Regions from separate parts of the Xenopus tropicalis genome. Here region 2 is linked to region 1. Evidence: chromatin contacts called from public Hi-C data. All regions are on one chromosome and are shown on one strand. Each heading gives the region's core, a stretch centred on a gene start, on an enhancer-like site or on the middle of the called end of the contact. The rest is flanking DNA. Distances are from core to core; before and after follow the strand shown. Region 1 overlaps samd11 (sterile alpha motif domain containing 11). Region 2 has its middle 8.8 kb from the start of samd11.

What was found. A called contact is a pair of places that touch in the nucleus more often than the background predicts.
Region 2: a contact with region 1 is called in a Hi-C map of neurula embryo, with 1.6 times the contacts expected there. The contact joins two enhancer-like sites. A contact is called at or near these places in 2 of 5 Hi-C or Micro-C datasets (gastrula embryo and neurula embryo).

Annotation. Positions count from the first base shown.
Region 1 is chr7:89,061,305-89,068,431 of UCB_Xtro_10.0, reverse strand. It overlaps samd11 (sterile alpha motif domain containing 11), which reads left to right. Exons shown (of 10, transcript NM_001102935.1): 8 at 2,944-3,068; 9 at 5,728-5,838. Among named protein-coding and RNA genes, the nearest start is that of samd11, 33 kb to the left of the region's middle. Within about 2 kb of position 3,466, at least 2 of the 11 cell types and tissues checked have an H3K27ac peak or open chromatin away from gene starts, as enhancers often do. A contact at or near this core is called in neurula embryo, where this site is marked.
Region 2 is chr7:89,102,976-89,110,579 of UCB_Xtro_10.0, reverse strand. It overlaps a transcript of samd11 not described here. Among named protein-coding and RNA genes, the nearest start is that of samd11, 8.8 kb to the right of the region's middle. Within about 2 kb of position 3,824, at least 2 of the 11 cell types and tissues checked have an H3K27ac peak or open chromatin away from gene starts, as enhancers often do. A contact at or near this core is called in neurula embryo, where this site is marked.

The DNA.
Region 1 (7,127 bases), core at 2,217-4,716:
TCTGAGGATAACTCATTATGTGGGACTCATTTCCAGTGTGTGCAGGTTGGTGGTTAGGTATATGCTGCTGCATTACTTGCCTACATACATTTACTGTTTGCTGGTGTCAGCCATTGACTCCAGCTTAGATGGTTCTGTTAATGATTCTCTGTTTCAAACAATTATTTCATAAACCAAAGCATTTCCTTTTCCTTTCCTTTCCTTGATTTAGTGATAACTGGATTTGGAGAGTTTTTTTTTTTTTTTTTTAACTTTGTGCATATTTTCCTTTAACACCAAAACAAGATATTACAAAAGAGAATTTGACTCCTATTTATTCTGTAATTATGCAATGTGAATGGCTGTCGCAATAAATGGTCTGAGAATTTAGAGGATAAATCATTTGGCCTTTGTCCACATTACAAACTTTATTCTGCCAGCCCTGTGCCTTCTAATCTTACCCCTGTATTGCTCGCATTGAGGCCCAGCTGGCACTGGGTGTTGGGGAAGGCATACCAAGGGTCTGAAAACTGTATATCTGTTATGAAAAAGCTCTTGGTGCCAAACACATCAATTTAACACAAGCTGAGAAACACACCAATCTTTGCAGGCCCATAGTTTAGGGTTACCAGATTTGGAAATTCAAATGAACTGTACTGATTGCAATGTAATTTAAATGTAGTCAGCCCTGCAATATGCATTCATTGAACTACAACTCTCTGGTCTCCCTACAGTCTGGCTGTTGGTGGGAGGGTTATAGTCTGATATTGACAATTGCTGTACAGTTCCAGAAAAATGGTTTAGTTCTCACAGGGGCCGTCCAGTGGCCTTTGCCATCCTGATGTGGCCTTCCAGTTGTCCAACACTTACCTTTCCGAGCATTGGAGCAGGTTAAGGGGGGACACATTGCTAGTACAATTGTGCTCTCTACAGAGCTAAAATTCCATTTTAAAAGGTGAAATTTTGGCTCTGGAAGTTACCAGGGTCAGCTTTTTTCCCGCAACCGGTGACTTGCCACATGACAGCAGCACCCCTGTAAAAAAGAGACAGAAATAGCTCCAACTGTTGATGATGATGAATATTTCCTTTAGATGATACTGTTTCTGTGGGCTCAGGATGGGTTCTATACTTTTGATGACACAAGTCAGCTGCTTCTTGGCTTTATGAGGTCTGTCTGACTTATACCTGGCCAACAATAGAGCAGATATCGAACAGCTTTAAAAATCCCATTGGACAAGGAGTGCATTGCTGCATTGATACAATCCATCTAGTGGGCCTCTGTAGTCCCCAGTGCATATGGGTGGCCAAATCTGGCATGGGTCTGCTTGTTTAGCCATACTCTCAACCACCTTACGTATACTAAAAATAATGTCTAATATTATCAAGAACATATTATGGTCGAAGGGCATTTTCTAGTGTTGTGGAGCCCAGGGTAAATGCCCTCTATGCTCTGCCTTAATATAGATATTTTGTGGCACAGCAAGGTATGAGCTTACTGCACAACCCTTTGGAAACTGCTTTTCCCTGTTTTACTAATTAAACCAATTGAGCTCTGAGCCTTTGCAGAACCTGTTGGGCAGCACAGCTCCTATGGCTCTGGCTGTCAGGGGACATTGGAACCAGACTGGGCCTATCACTCTCCTGAGACAACAGACCATCTCCAGCAGGGATCGAAGGAGCATATTTCATGCTTTCTTTGAAGGGGTTAAAGGCCAGTTACTTAATGATAAAAACCTCCAGCGCAGGGATGACTTTAGGGACCCTGGAGCCCTTTAAAGCTGGGGCTAGGGCAGCCTGCGCAGCTGTGCATCCTGTCACCGTGCTGTAATACTGCCTGACCTCTGCGCTCCATGTGTCTGCATAGCTATGAGCTCTGGGAGGGTGAGGGGAAGGGAGGGAGGGAGCTGTTTATCAGTGCCAGCTCTGGCCTCCATCCTGTCTGTCTCTAACTCTCCATGACTGACCTTGTCTTCCCTCCAGTGTGTGAGATATGGGACTGCCAGCAACTGCTTCCCCTCTCCTCTCCTCACACACCCCAGGGACAGCTCAGGAAGCTGAAATCCTTTATATCGATCTCAACCCTGAATACAATTAACACAACCTGGCAGGAGCTGGCTTTCATTGCAGCCTGCTTCACCCCTACATATCTGCACTGCCACTCAACATTGGGGGATTTGGTCACTACTGGGGTCCTGCAAAATCCTTTTGACGTGTTTGGTAGAAGTGAAAGGCCCTTTGACCTGTCTTTAGGTTAAAATATTGCTTCCAAGTGCTTTACTCATTATGAGGTCTATAGAGATGGAGAGCTTATGCATTTGTGTCAGTGACGTTAATTGCAGGTGGAATTGTCAGCCTCCATTCCGAGCTACTTCTCAGACTAACTGACAACTCTTGCTTCTTCGTCTCCGTTCTGCCAGACATTGTGGCAACTTATTGGCTGCGGAAGTGGCTAATTGGGATGCTGTTCCCAACTCTAGCTACCTACCTTTTCAGGGAGAGGTTGGCCTTGGAAAGCTAGTGTCAGGGTCTGACCTCAGGCAGTGCATGGATTAAATGAGCTGAATTCATTTATCGTTCCCTCGTCAAACCCATGAATCCACACTGACCTCTCCTTTTCCTGCTTGGTTAGTTACACACACATGAAACCTTTTACATGTTGGGGTGCCCGGTTTGTCCCAGTGCTACAGTTTGCTGGGACAGCCTTGCAACCCTTTCAGTGTTCAGAGGGATCCAGCAAGGGAGGATTGTGGGAGTCTGTGCCCTGCATGGTGTTGACAGGTCATTAAAGATGGATGTTAGACTAAAGAATATATTCATCTTGCTGCCTTCTTGTTTTCTTTATGGGATTTTAATGATTAATGCCTTCTTTTCTCCCTCTCCCCTGTTTCCTCACACAACCTCCTCATCTCTTTCTCCCCTTGTCTCTCTGTTCTCTTCACCTCCTCATTTATCTGCTCATCTCAGGTGCCATGGGGGGGCTCTTCCTGGATGGGGAAGAAAGTGTTGTGCTGGAGGACCTCAGCAAATGGACAGTAGAGGATGTGTGCAGCTTTGTGGGCAGCCTGTCTGGCTGCGCTGAATACACACAGGTAATCATCCATTTCTTCTATCCAGCCATTTTCTCATCTTAAATATATATATATATATATATATATATATATATATATCTCAACCCCTTTCCATCCCCATCATTCTGCCCTCACTCCACATGGTTGCTTTGCTGTCTCATTATATATTTTTATTTAAATTCCCTTCATGTTACTCTTCTTCCTGGCCGCACACCACTCAATTTTCTCTTTATTGCGCTGCCTATTTTGTTCCTCATTAGGATAAGGTAGCTAGAAGTCGCTCATTAGAGGCTAGAGAATGTCCTTTCACTGTCTTTCTATCCCTCCCCTCATTTCTGCTTCGGGTCTGTGCCACAGTGGGAGAGAAGAGTCTGTGGCTGTTTTTCCTTTTCCCCTGTGCTAATCCCCTCGTGACACGCTTCATTAAAACCACCTGCACCGCCACACTTCCCCTCCCCGCAGATGGGAACAAGCACAGGAGGCTGTGTGTGCTACACAGGCATGGAAATGCCTTGAAGAAAGGAAGGAGAAAAGCTAGAAGGGGGTTGGTAAAGTGTGGGTAAAATGGAGGAATTCTATGGAAACTGATGAGGGGAGAGAAGTATTTTGGGAGGTAAGCCAGGGAGGGAACTGTGAAGGGGAGTGTGAAGAGACAAGGGTAGCGCTGTGGTGTCAGAAAGCATGTTTGAATATATGTGCTGTTTGATGGCCAATGTATGAAGACATGGTCTGCGTAGTTATACAGTTCCAATCTAACAGTCTGGTTAAGCATATAGCTTCCGTCTTTTCTGTGCATTCAACGTGCTGCTCTGTAATCCGTCCAAATGACTGGACCGTAAAGGAGGCCTGGCCAGAATTTTTACATGGAGACCCGCAGCAAAAGGGCTGTAGACTGGTGTTGCAGACTCTCTGGGCGATTTACAGTGGAAAGAGCTCCCATGCTTTTAATTGCACATTTCATTCACATAGATGTGTTTGTGTGTATCATAAGCTGTATTTAATGTGGTTAATATCAGGTCTAGATCTAATGGTTTTATTTAGTGTTGGTCTCCCTCCCAATGGGCACAGGCCAACAGAGATGAACTGGGCCACTTGACACCTGAGGTGCCATGTAGGACACCATGTGACAATGCATCTGAGCGCAAGCTCTAAGCAAAATAAGAAAAATATTAAATGAGAACTATGGCTAAACAAATGTTACTTCTTTGTAAGGTTATAATGTAGAATTTACATTATTTAAAAACAATGTTTTTACAGTGTCCTTTTGCACTGTTAATGGTATGATGGTACTAAGTAATGCCCTACATATATGGTATTAAGCATCCTTGTGCGTGTGTGTGAGGCATTTAGTACTCCTTAGTGCAAAAGCATTAAGGGGTGCAAGAGCAACTTATTGACTTGCAACTTATGATGTGGGTAGGGCGTGTGCCTGTGTGTCTCACTCAATCCGCCCCTCATAAACACAGCACTGCCAAACACTGTGCCTTCGAGTCTTTTTGCTTTTAGTCAACCACAGTGTGCCTTCTGCTGCTGTCTTCTGTACTGGGGGTTTGTTTAATGAATGATTATGGTAACATTTGGCCCAGTTGTTTACCCCAAGAGCCAAAGCACAAGGGCACATACAAATCATTTCTGTGCATGAGTACATTCATGGCTATATTTGTCAGAGCTGCATGGGACTCTGCATGGGTACTTACTAGGTTATTGGCACAAGCAGTTCATTTGATAGTTAATATGAAACAACAAGAATGCTGAGCATTCAGACAAAAGAAAATGTGCCCATTGGCATGGCCAGTATCATAATTTTTGGTACAATCCTGAGAGATGCACAACAGATATTTGGGCTAACCTTTAATTGACTGAATTGCAATTGGTGTTTATCCAGTTTTATTATATATTTCTATACAGCAAGATGCAATATTAAGTAAATACAGTAATGGATGCAAAGTGCATGCCCATATCAGAATACTGCTTTTTAAAAGTTTCCCAGTAAATGTTACTTGCTAACACAATCAGAGGGCATAAGGATGGGTGGTGGCCACCTTGTATGACGTGATCAGTGATATTCTATAACAATTAGCAATTTGTTTTTTTTTATTATTGCTTAGCATCGGTCCATCTATAACACAATAAAAGTTTATTTAAAGATGGACTTCAAGTACTCTCCAAGTAACAGATTCAGAGAAACTATGGAGAAAGAAAGCAAAGCATACAAAATATAGACTCTCACTTCTCATTAGACCAAGGGAAAATTAAAATGAAGATATTGTGGACTATTAAGCTGGCCATACAGTAAAAGATCTGCTTGTTTGGTGAACTCTCCAATATGCCCACCTTGAGATGTGGATGCAGCCATTGGAACGAGGACCATATCACCAAGCCAATACAGTCCTCATTCTTGGGATCTTTAAACCTGCCAGATATTAGTCGGGTAGGCCAGCCTGAGTGCTCCAGATACAGGCAGATAAGATGCAGACTCAGACTAAAGGGGCAAATTGGCAGCTAAAATCTGCCCGTGCAGTGCCACTCTGCACCTTTAGTTTGTGCCAGACCCTGTACCAGAAACATGAGCTGTGCTGATTAACAAAACACATTGTTATAGACCAGAATTGGAGCTTATATTTGAGTTAATGATAGTTCTAATGATCCGTTTTACAAGTGAAACCCTGTCTCTTTGCAGGTATTCCGGGAGCACAGTATAGATGGTGAAACACTGCCTTTGCTGACTGAAGAACACTTATTGAACAACATGGGACTAAAATTGGGCCCTGCATTAAAGATCCGAGCACAGGTACAAACATTTCAATAACACCTATACAAGTAGAATGCTTTAGAGCAAATGTTTGTTATGACTGGAGGACCAATATATATACATATATTGTGTATGTATTGTCTGTATTGGTTTTTAAATAATATGTTGCTTGCAAAACTTCCACAAAAAGAAATGGAAGAATATTTAGCCTGTGAGCTATTTTGTGCAATGCTGGGTTTTGCTTGCTCACAGTCTGTGGCTTTAGATTCTATGACACACTTGCACGCTAACAGAACCTAATAGGATTGTGCTATGGCCTGCAGGCCTTATAATAAAGTGGTAACTGCAGTTTATGGCTTTCTCTACAGCCCTGGCTGTTTATGACGGGTGTAATAAAAAGGTTCTTTGGCCAATTGTTCCCCCTGGATCAATTCGTTAGAAATGTGCTGCGGTTTGAGCAGAGCGAGGAGGGGGCAGGATAGCAGGTTTACTCTCCAAGGCCACGTTATTGCATTGGGGGAGGGGAATCAAATTGTAGGGTGTGCGTGCAGAAATCTATGCTGCAAGGCCTTCACACTGGTCCTGTCCTTTAATACACATTAGTGTGGGCTAAAGTTCATGTAGTGTGGGTTAATAGCCTAGTAGATATATTGCGCTGGTGCCAAACAGCCAGTATAAAGCCAACTCATTCAACTCTTTAATGGAATCACTTCCCAAAGTGGCAGCTGGATCACAGCAAAAAGGTTCTTCCCTGCCCATTTTTGGGTTATATTGTCAGTGCAGGCTGACTTTATACAAATTCTTTTTAGAAAACCCTAATCCTCTCTCTCACCCAGTGAATGGGTTAATGAGAACTAGCGGTAGCAACCTTTGAATCAGTTTAACTGCTTGTGCCAGAGATCTGCATTTCATCTTGTCCAAGCACATGTTCTTCCTGGTACAGCGTCAACCCATAAACATCAGAAACCCACCCATAACACCGAGGCTGCAAAGACTTTTGCAAGTCAAATGCCTTAAAGGAGAAGTAGACCCAAAAATTACAGCTTGATTAAATTAATTTTCCTGTTTCCAAATGTATTTTTCATTAATGTTCCCAATCTTTTAAATAAATAATGTGGCAAATCAAATGCATTTCATTGTCAGTGTTGCAGTCCTGTATTCCCTGCAAAGCACTCTTGCATCAGTTGTACATCATATAATAAGTAGAACCCCAGTAGATTGCGAATAGATATGAATCTTTGGAGAGAAAAAAAAACCTTTGCAGACTCTATCTTTAAACTAGTGCTCCCCCCAGATCCCAGTAGATACTTTCATCCTGCCCAGAGTTG
Region 2 (7,604 bases), core at 2,575-5,074, 42 kb before region 1:
AACCATGTTGAAAGTCATGGAGAACCCATTTATTTGCCTATGTTTGTATGCTTAATTATACACCTGTGCCAGCAACGGGTGTGGCTTAAACTGGCAATTTTCATTAGAAAGGGTGGCTAGATATTTTTGTATATATATATATAGGAACCTATTTTGATGGTGGAACATATTGTCAGAGGTTAATACACAAATATTTGTGTGTAACCTAATGTGAGCTGCCATACTGAAGGCTGGGATGGGGGAAAAATTATGGTTTTTATTATTAAATCACAAAATAAACCCACACAGAATAGTTTCTGCTTACTAATTCTATATCACGTCCATATAATCTCTCATTATATTATTTTCCTTTTGAATGGCTGTAAAGCACATAGCAATAAGATAGCTGATAAGTGTATCAAAGCCTGCTACCTGCTGCTATTTGCTTCTCATTTACATGATTTAAAAGTGCAGCATCACCCTGCATATGAGATAATCCAAAAATGCAGCAGTGAACAATTTCAGGACATAAACCACCTGTAGGGATATGGCCCATAGGGAGATTAGTCGCCCATAGTTAAATCTTGGTCACAATGCCTTCCCACTGGCAATAAAGTGAATCAACAGTTGCAGTTACACATTGCTTCATTTTATAAAGTTGCACAAAGTTTTTTTCCTAAAGGAAGATTCATGCGATTTTAGAAAACAGAGCGACATGTATACCTTTCCACCGGTGATTCACTCTGTTGTCGATGGGAAGGCATTTCAGAGAGATTAATCACCCACAGTAGCCTAGATTAACTGTGGGCAACTATTCTCCCTGTGGGCCATGCCACCTACAGGGGATGCAGTGCTACTTCCATTTTCACCAAAGGGAAGCAATCAGTGGCACATAGGAGATGGTTTGGCCATGGTATCATAGAGCGGCAACCAAAGGTGCCACTGGTGTAAACTGACTCGTCCGGTATAGTTGCATGCTTTTCTTGAAACCATGCACCATAAGGATACTGCGCATGGGTTGGAAATGGCCCCATTCAGTTCTGTTCCCTGTGCAGTGCAGACCGACTAACTTGGAGCACTGAATAGGTGAAGCTGGAAATATTCTGTTGAGCTCAAACCAAGGATGTGTGTGTATGTGTGTTATATTCATTCTTTCAGTTACATTTCATTTTTCCTTGTGAAATATTGGTTTTCTCCGGTTTGCTGCACAAAGTCACACAGAGGTCTTAAACCCAGATCTCCGTGTGACATTAGGATCATAAGTCGTAGGTATGAAAGCTCTGAGTTTATGGAGGAGGAGGGAGAAGGGCCAGAGGGAAGCAGGAGAAAGCAGCAAGAGCTGATAACATCTAATTGCTATATTGATCTGTCTCGGAGCCAGCGTGAGAGCCTGGGGGTGATTGAGATGTGTAACCCCTTCCTGTACCTCTACAGAGCATTGGCTGATTTTATGTATTTAAATTAACTCCAACATTGCTGCTTGACCAGTGCTAGATATATGCAGCTTTGCACACATATTTTAAGACATTGCTTTGAGTGTGGCTGATTTACATAGTCTGACATGTACCACTCAACAATAATTAACATAGACATGGCTCTCTTTGCAGAATTGCCGGTACATGTTGAAAGGGGGTTACAGCTACACAGATGAGAACAGAGGGGCTTGTATGCAAAATCTCCAATTTAGAGGTGCTAGATTATGAAGATAGTCATTAGTTAGGATTAAGCATAAGAGCATTGTAACTAATACCTAGATGTAGTTAATTCCGGTTTAGGGTGATGTCCTCTTTTAGCTTCTGGGCCTGTCACATTTATGCTCCATAAGCACAAGTGTTTAGGGCAAAGGTTTAACCTAACCACCTTGTAGCATGGATAAGATGGTGCTCAACTTGTAAGCTAGATAGAGCTTAGTGGTGTAACTACATATTGCTCTCTAGGTGACCCCAGATATCCTTGGGTAGTGACACTTATTCAACCAGACCAGAGCTACCATGGGCCTGTCTGTTCAATATATTCAGCCAGAGAGCCAGATCCAGTGAGGAGCTATCTACTTCATTCAACACAGCAGTGTTTGGCTGCTGGGGCAGTCATGGGGGTGTATAGTCTGGTTGGTGAACCCATATGACATGATTGTGCTAAATTCAGCTTAGCACATTCTGTTTATGCTTTAAAGGAACATAGTAAATGTGAATGTTGAATATGAATGTTTTATTTGCTATGACTTTTCTTGCAATTCTGATAATTATTAATGTTCCTATGTCCAAGAGATTATTAGTTCATTAGCTACTGTGTTCAGCTAAAGCAGCACTCTGCCTTTAGAAAGCCTTTACTGTAACTTATATACCATACTTCTTATTGTTAGGTGTTATAAATCAGTAATTCATTAAAGGGGATGTGAGTTAACTTTTAGTATGATTTAGAGAGTAATATTCTGAGACAATTTGCAAATGGTTGTTATTTTTATTTTTTGTAGTTTTTTAGTTATATCACTTTTTGTTCAACAGCTCTCCAGTTTGGAGTTTCCAAAGTCCAAAATACCTCAGCAACCAGGGACTAATTTGAACAAGAATCTGGTATATGAATAGGAGAGGACTTAATTAGAAAATAAGTTATAAAAAGTAACAATAACAATAAAACTGTAGCCTCACAGAAGAATAGTTTTTTGGCTGCCAGAGTCAGTGACCCCCATTTGAAAGCTGCAAATGGTTAGAAGAATAATAATTCAAAAACTGTGAAAAATAACGAATGATCATTTAAAAAGTTGCTTACAACATGCTAAAAGTTAACTTAAAGGTGAACCAACCTTTTAAACAATGGAAATGCTCTAATTCCAACCACCCTACCACTAGGGGAGTATTAAAATTCCACTCAGGCAGGTGGCATTGAATGTAATATACACTTTTTTTTAATAAAGGCAGGAAATACATTTTTAACATGAGTATTTATTTCCATGCCAATGTCTATCCAGTAACCACATAGCTGACATATCACATTTTGGCTTCATTCTCAAAGACGGTGTGTTTGGCAAACATTGACACTGGAAATAACAAAATATAAGGCAAACAAATATTAATTTAAATGAGTTTTAGTTCCACTACTGGTTTAACTGTACAGAGTACATAAAGGCTTGGGCCCCTCCCCTGCTACTGACAAGGTGTGATCCAGATCTATCTTTAGTAGGTGTCAGTTGGGGTGGTGACTGGCCTAGACCCACAGAGCAAGAGATAGAAGTGATACTGTGATGAATAGGAAGCATAATAAGAAAATATGGTAACAGTGACATTTAATAACAGCGTTACCCACACTGTAGCTGTAACCCAACATTTGTTGTTGAATTAGAACTCCCAGCAGTGACCAACAGCTGAAAATGTGAGTATGTAGGAGTTGTAAGTGGGTCTCAGATCTAAGTGTTATAAGGCTGCTGACAAAGCAAAGGGGCACATCAGCCCTATCCATAAAATTGGACCATGTATTTTACTTGTAAAAATAGTATACTTATCCAAGTATCAACATTTTACAGTACAAATCTCTCTCTCTCTCTCTCTATATATATATATATATGATGATGATGATGATGATGATGATATCTGGAAGTTTGTTTTGATTTTTTTTTTTAAATGGATTTTCTTGTACTTTATTGGAGTAAAACTGACACCTGTTTTGTGAAGTCCCCTAAAAGAGTATTTCTGCCTCTTGTGTATTTAGATTACAGGTGCCTAAGGAAAAGTGTGTGCTGGGTGTTATCTGTGGGAAGGATGAGATTAGCATGTGATAAGACTCAAGGTGCAGTGCTGGCTGAAGCTCAGGGGTTTAGCTGGAGAGAGAGGGGATGAGCTGAGCACAAGGCTCTGTTTAATCTTAATTGGAGAGGACACACAAAGGGATGAGGCAGCCCAGGCTTCTTGACAAAACCAGGCCAGGAAGCTGCAGGTTTGCACATTAAACAAAGATTTAGAAGCCTCTTAAAGCGGCTCGAAGTATCTCTGTAAACAAGCACAATCCTGGCCATCCACTTTAGCTAATTCACCCTGCCCAAAGAGGGGGAGAGTGAGGCACACAGCAATTTTGTTTCCCTAATTTTGTTTCACTTTGTGTGCATTTGTGACATTTTAACCCTGCAACTGATTACAGCTCTCCATAGCTGCTACTGTTCTATATTCCAGTTTTATCACTTATGTTACTAAATACTGAGGAGGAGACCTACAGATATAAAGCACCAAACCCTTACCACACATAAGGAACAGAATTCAGTGGCCCACTGACCGTGCTTAAAATACAGCATCTTCAACAACACCTCAGTGAGCACAACAACTACAGTCTGAAAATATTATTGCTTTGTAAAGCCAAGGGAGCATTGTGCCATTTTCCAGAATAAATTTGGCAACAAGAGCCACTGTTTCAGTGGAGTTAATAAGTGATCTTTCATTTTACCTCAGCAGAGTAAACAGTTTTGCAGCTGCTACTGATATTAATAACATGCAGATAAATAAGGATCACTGAACTGTTATATGCTTTACTGAAAATAAATTGCTATATAAGATTAAAAAACAGATTAAAAAACATTTAATTATTATTCCCATTTATGAATAAATGTTGTAATGTAGACCTGTTCTATATTTCAGTGCTATAAATCACTTACCCTTTCTGCTCTGGGAGCTGTCTTTAAATATGACCCTTTCTGTCAGCTAGATGTGTTCCAGCCAACTGAAAGTGTTCATAGTGGAACAGGACATCCTGGTTTCACCTGGAAGACAAAAGGCAGAGTTCTGTTTCATTAGAATTTGGCATGAAGTGGCAACCAAAAGCACCAAATGCAGGAAGCCTGGAATGCTGAGAGTAGGGTACCAGCTCTGAACAAGTACCAGGTCCTTTGTGGTGCTGATTAGCTCAGAAGATAAAACAATTGGCAGAGTTCTTTATTTGGAATAGTTGGACAGTTCATTGCTTAGAGAGTTTGTTTCTAATCTGGAACATATTTATATAAAGGAAAATGTAGTAATATGTATAGGTGTCGCCAGTTATAATCCCTAACAACCAATTAGAAACCAATTAGACTTTATCAGTCTAACATTATTAAATAAGGAACCCATCTGAATGGTGGCTGTGGGTAACTGGATTGGACCAAACATTGCCCATATTAACACATACGGCTTGCTTTACGCAAAAAACAATATTATGTTTTAATAGAAGCTGAAATATTCCATCTGCAGTGCTACATAATGGGACAAGTATAGGAATTTATTAGATTTAAACACCAGCTGATAAGAGCTGATAAGTTTCAGAAAGAAGCATAATGTGAGAGGCAGCTGATCCAGTGAATGGTGAGGGTCACAGAAGTAGTGAGGACACTCAGGTCGTTACTTAAGCACAAGCTAAAAAAAAAAAAATAATAATTTTTATATAGCACTGACATTACACAACACTCTCTGTCCCCGTGGATCTTACAATCTAGCATGAATACCAAGGTTTGGTTGGGTGGGGACCCTACAAATGTTTTGCTATAAAGCGCAGAAACTTTTAGCTTGTCTCCTGTCATGTGCAAACTAGATTGGTAGCTCTTTGCAATAGTCTGTGCTTAAAAAGGTTGTTTGCATGAGTAGTTCCACTCAATAAGTTATCCACATCACAACTGGGCTGGGGTGAATTAAAATTTGGATTCGTTAAATTCTGTTCATGTATCACAGGCTTAAAAACTTTGCTCCCTCAGAGAACCAGCATAGAGGGGGTAGACAGAGCATGAAAGGGAGCAAAAAATCAAGGGACCTGATAAAAGAAAATAAGACAGTACAAAAGCTCTGTGGCAGAGATGTCAAACTCCTGTCCCCGCAGCTGTCTTGAGCTACCCAGGATTTGCCCTCTGGGGTTTCCTCTATGCGGCTCACAGAAACATGAAGGCTATGTTGTGACCATAGCTGTTTGTGTAGTGGGACATGGCCATAAAAAATTAGTGACAATTTGAGTGAGAGGCTGTTTACTAACATGGGGCAAATATGGACGTTAGCAACCAATCAGGTGTTTGTTTCAATTATTTTAACTGCACCTGGTCTGATAAAAAGACTTGCACATTGATTGCTGTTCTGGTGTTGTTCTTATATCAGTTTAAATAACAAATGAAGGCATTTTAACAATATAAAGAGTTTAATGCATGGAAGACAGGGTGCCGCTATGCTGAAGTAATTTGTGATTAAGATGTTGGAGTATGTACAGCTGTAGATGGGAAGTGATGGAAAGAACTGGGAGCCCGAGAGCTGGCAGCCCCTGCCCTTCTAATGGGATGGGTTAGGATTGGTGCTGACAGCAGACCTGTCTGAGTGAGGGCTTATTAAGGCTTTGTGGCTAGATCCCTGAGGTTTGCAGGCTTTCAAGGTGCTGCTCCTGCAAACTGACTTTACAAAGGCAAGACTTCTCGCCTTCTCTCTGCCTTACTGTGCCTTTGAAGCCCTCTTCAGGTGGGTAACTGAATCCAAACTCTCCCTATCTCTGGCTCTACAACTTTCCCTTCATCCAAACAAGTTCTTCTTATTCCTTTGTTTCATTCCTGTGCATCATCTTCATTGTCCATTATTCTATTGAGACTCAGAACACTGGGTATCATGCTGTCAGCATTGCTATAGAGTTTTGTGTTTGGGGTAAGAAAAGACCTTTTAAGTTCTGTCTGCTTTTTAATTACTCACCTACTCCAGTACTGCCTTGGCCTTTCCAGCATTTAACCCATTGGGGGGGGGCTTGCTTTAAAGGCCTTTGTTGTGAAGAAGTGCTTAGGTAAGTCATTACACTCAATTAGGTTTTTTCTCAGGAGCTTGGCATTGCTTGGATTTGGTACAGAATAATCATAGAAGGATTTATGCTGAGAAGGAAGGACAGGCTTGGGTGCTAGTTCTTCTGTGTGATGCACTAAACTTATATTGTATGTACTGTATATGTTCTTCTGCTGTTCTGCACTGAACACTGAATGCTAATGTACAACAGTATGTTTTTAAATGTGTTAATTATATTGGAATGTAATTGTGAGGGGCTTTTTTTTATTAAAGATTTGCACATGTTTTGCTTATGCTGTTTTGTGCAATTTGCATTGCATATATCCCATTATAGGCATGCTGTTTAAGGTAAAACTGAGCATGCTGGGATTTGTAGTTGCATAAGAATCTTGTCTTATTTATTCAGTCTTATTTTCTTGGGATAAATTAAAATTGTTTTCTGCTCTGGATATGAGAAACCTGTGGCTCTCCATTTGTGACTGAACTCCCAAGAATTATAGTTAAAGAAAGGGTTGACGGCCTGCAGGTTTAATATTTCTACTTATTTCAGTCAGGGTTAATTATGCTGTGATTGAACGGCAGTAAAAGTGCCTCTCTTTCCTACTCATTACACTTTCAGTCACACAGTGTGGGACCCCCCAGCATGTTAATAGGGCAGTTTCCTGGGAGAGTACCTGTAGGAGGAGTGTTAATATGCTGATTGGCATCCCTTGTATGCCTCTGGCACACGCACCACCTGCATAGTCTCCCACTTCCATGGTTACACCTGCCTTGCACTACTCTGTGCTATAAACCTGTAGAAAATATGATTGTTCTTTTATTTTGTTCCATTAAGCCTTGTTGTTGATTTTACTTACTGCTGTTCTT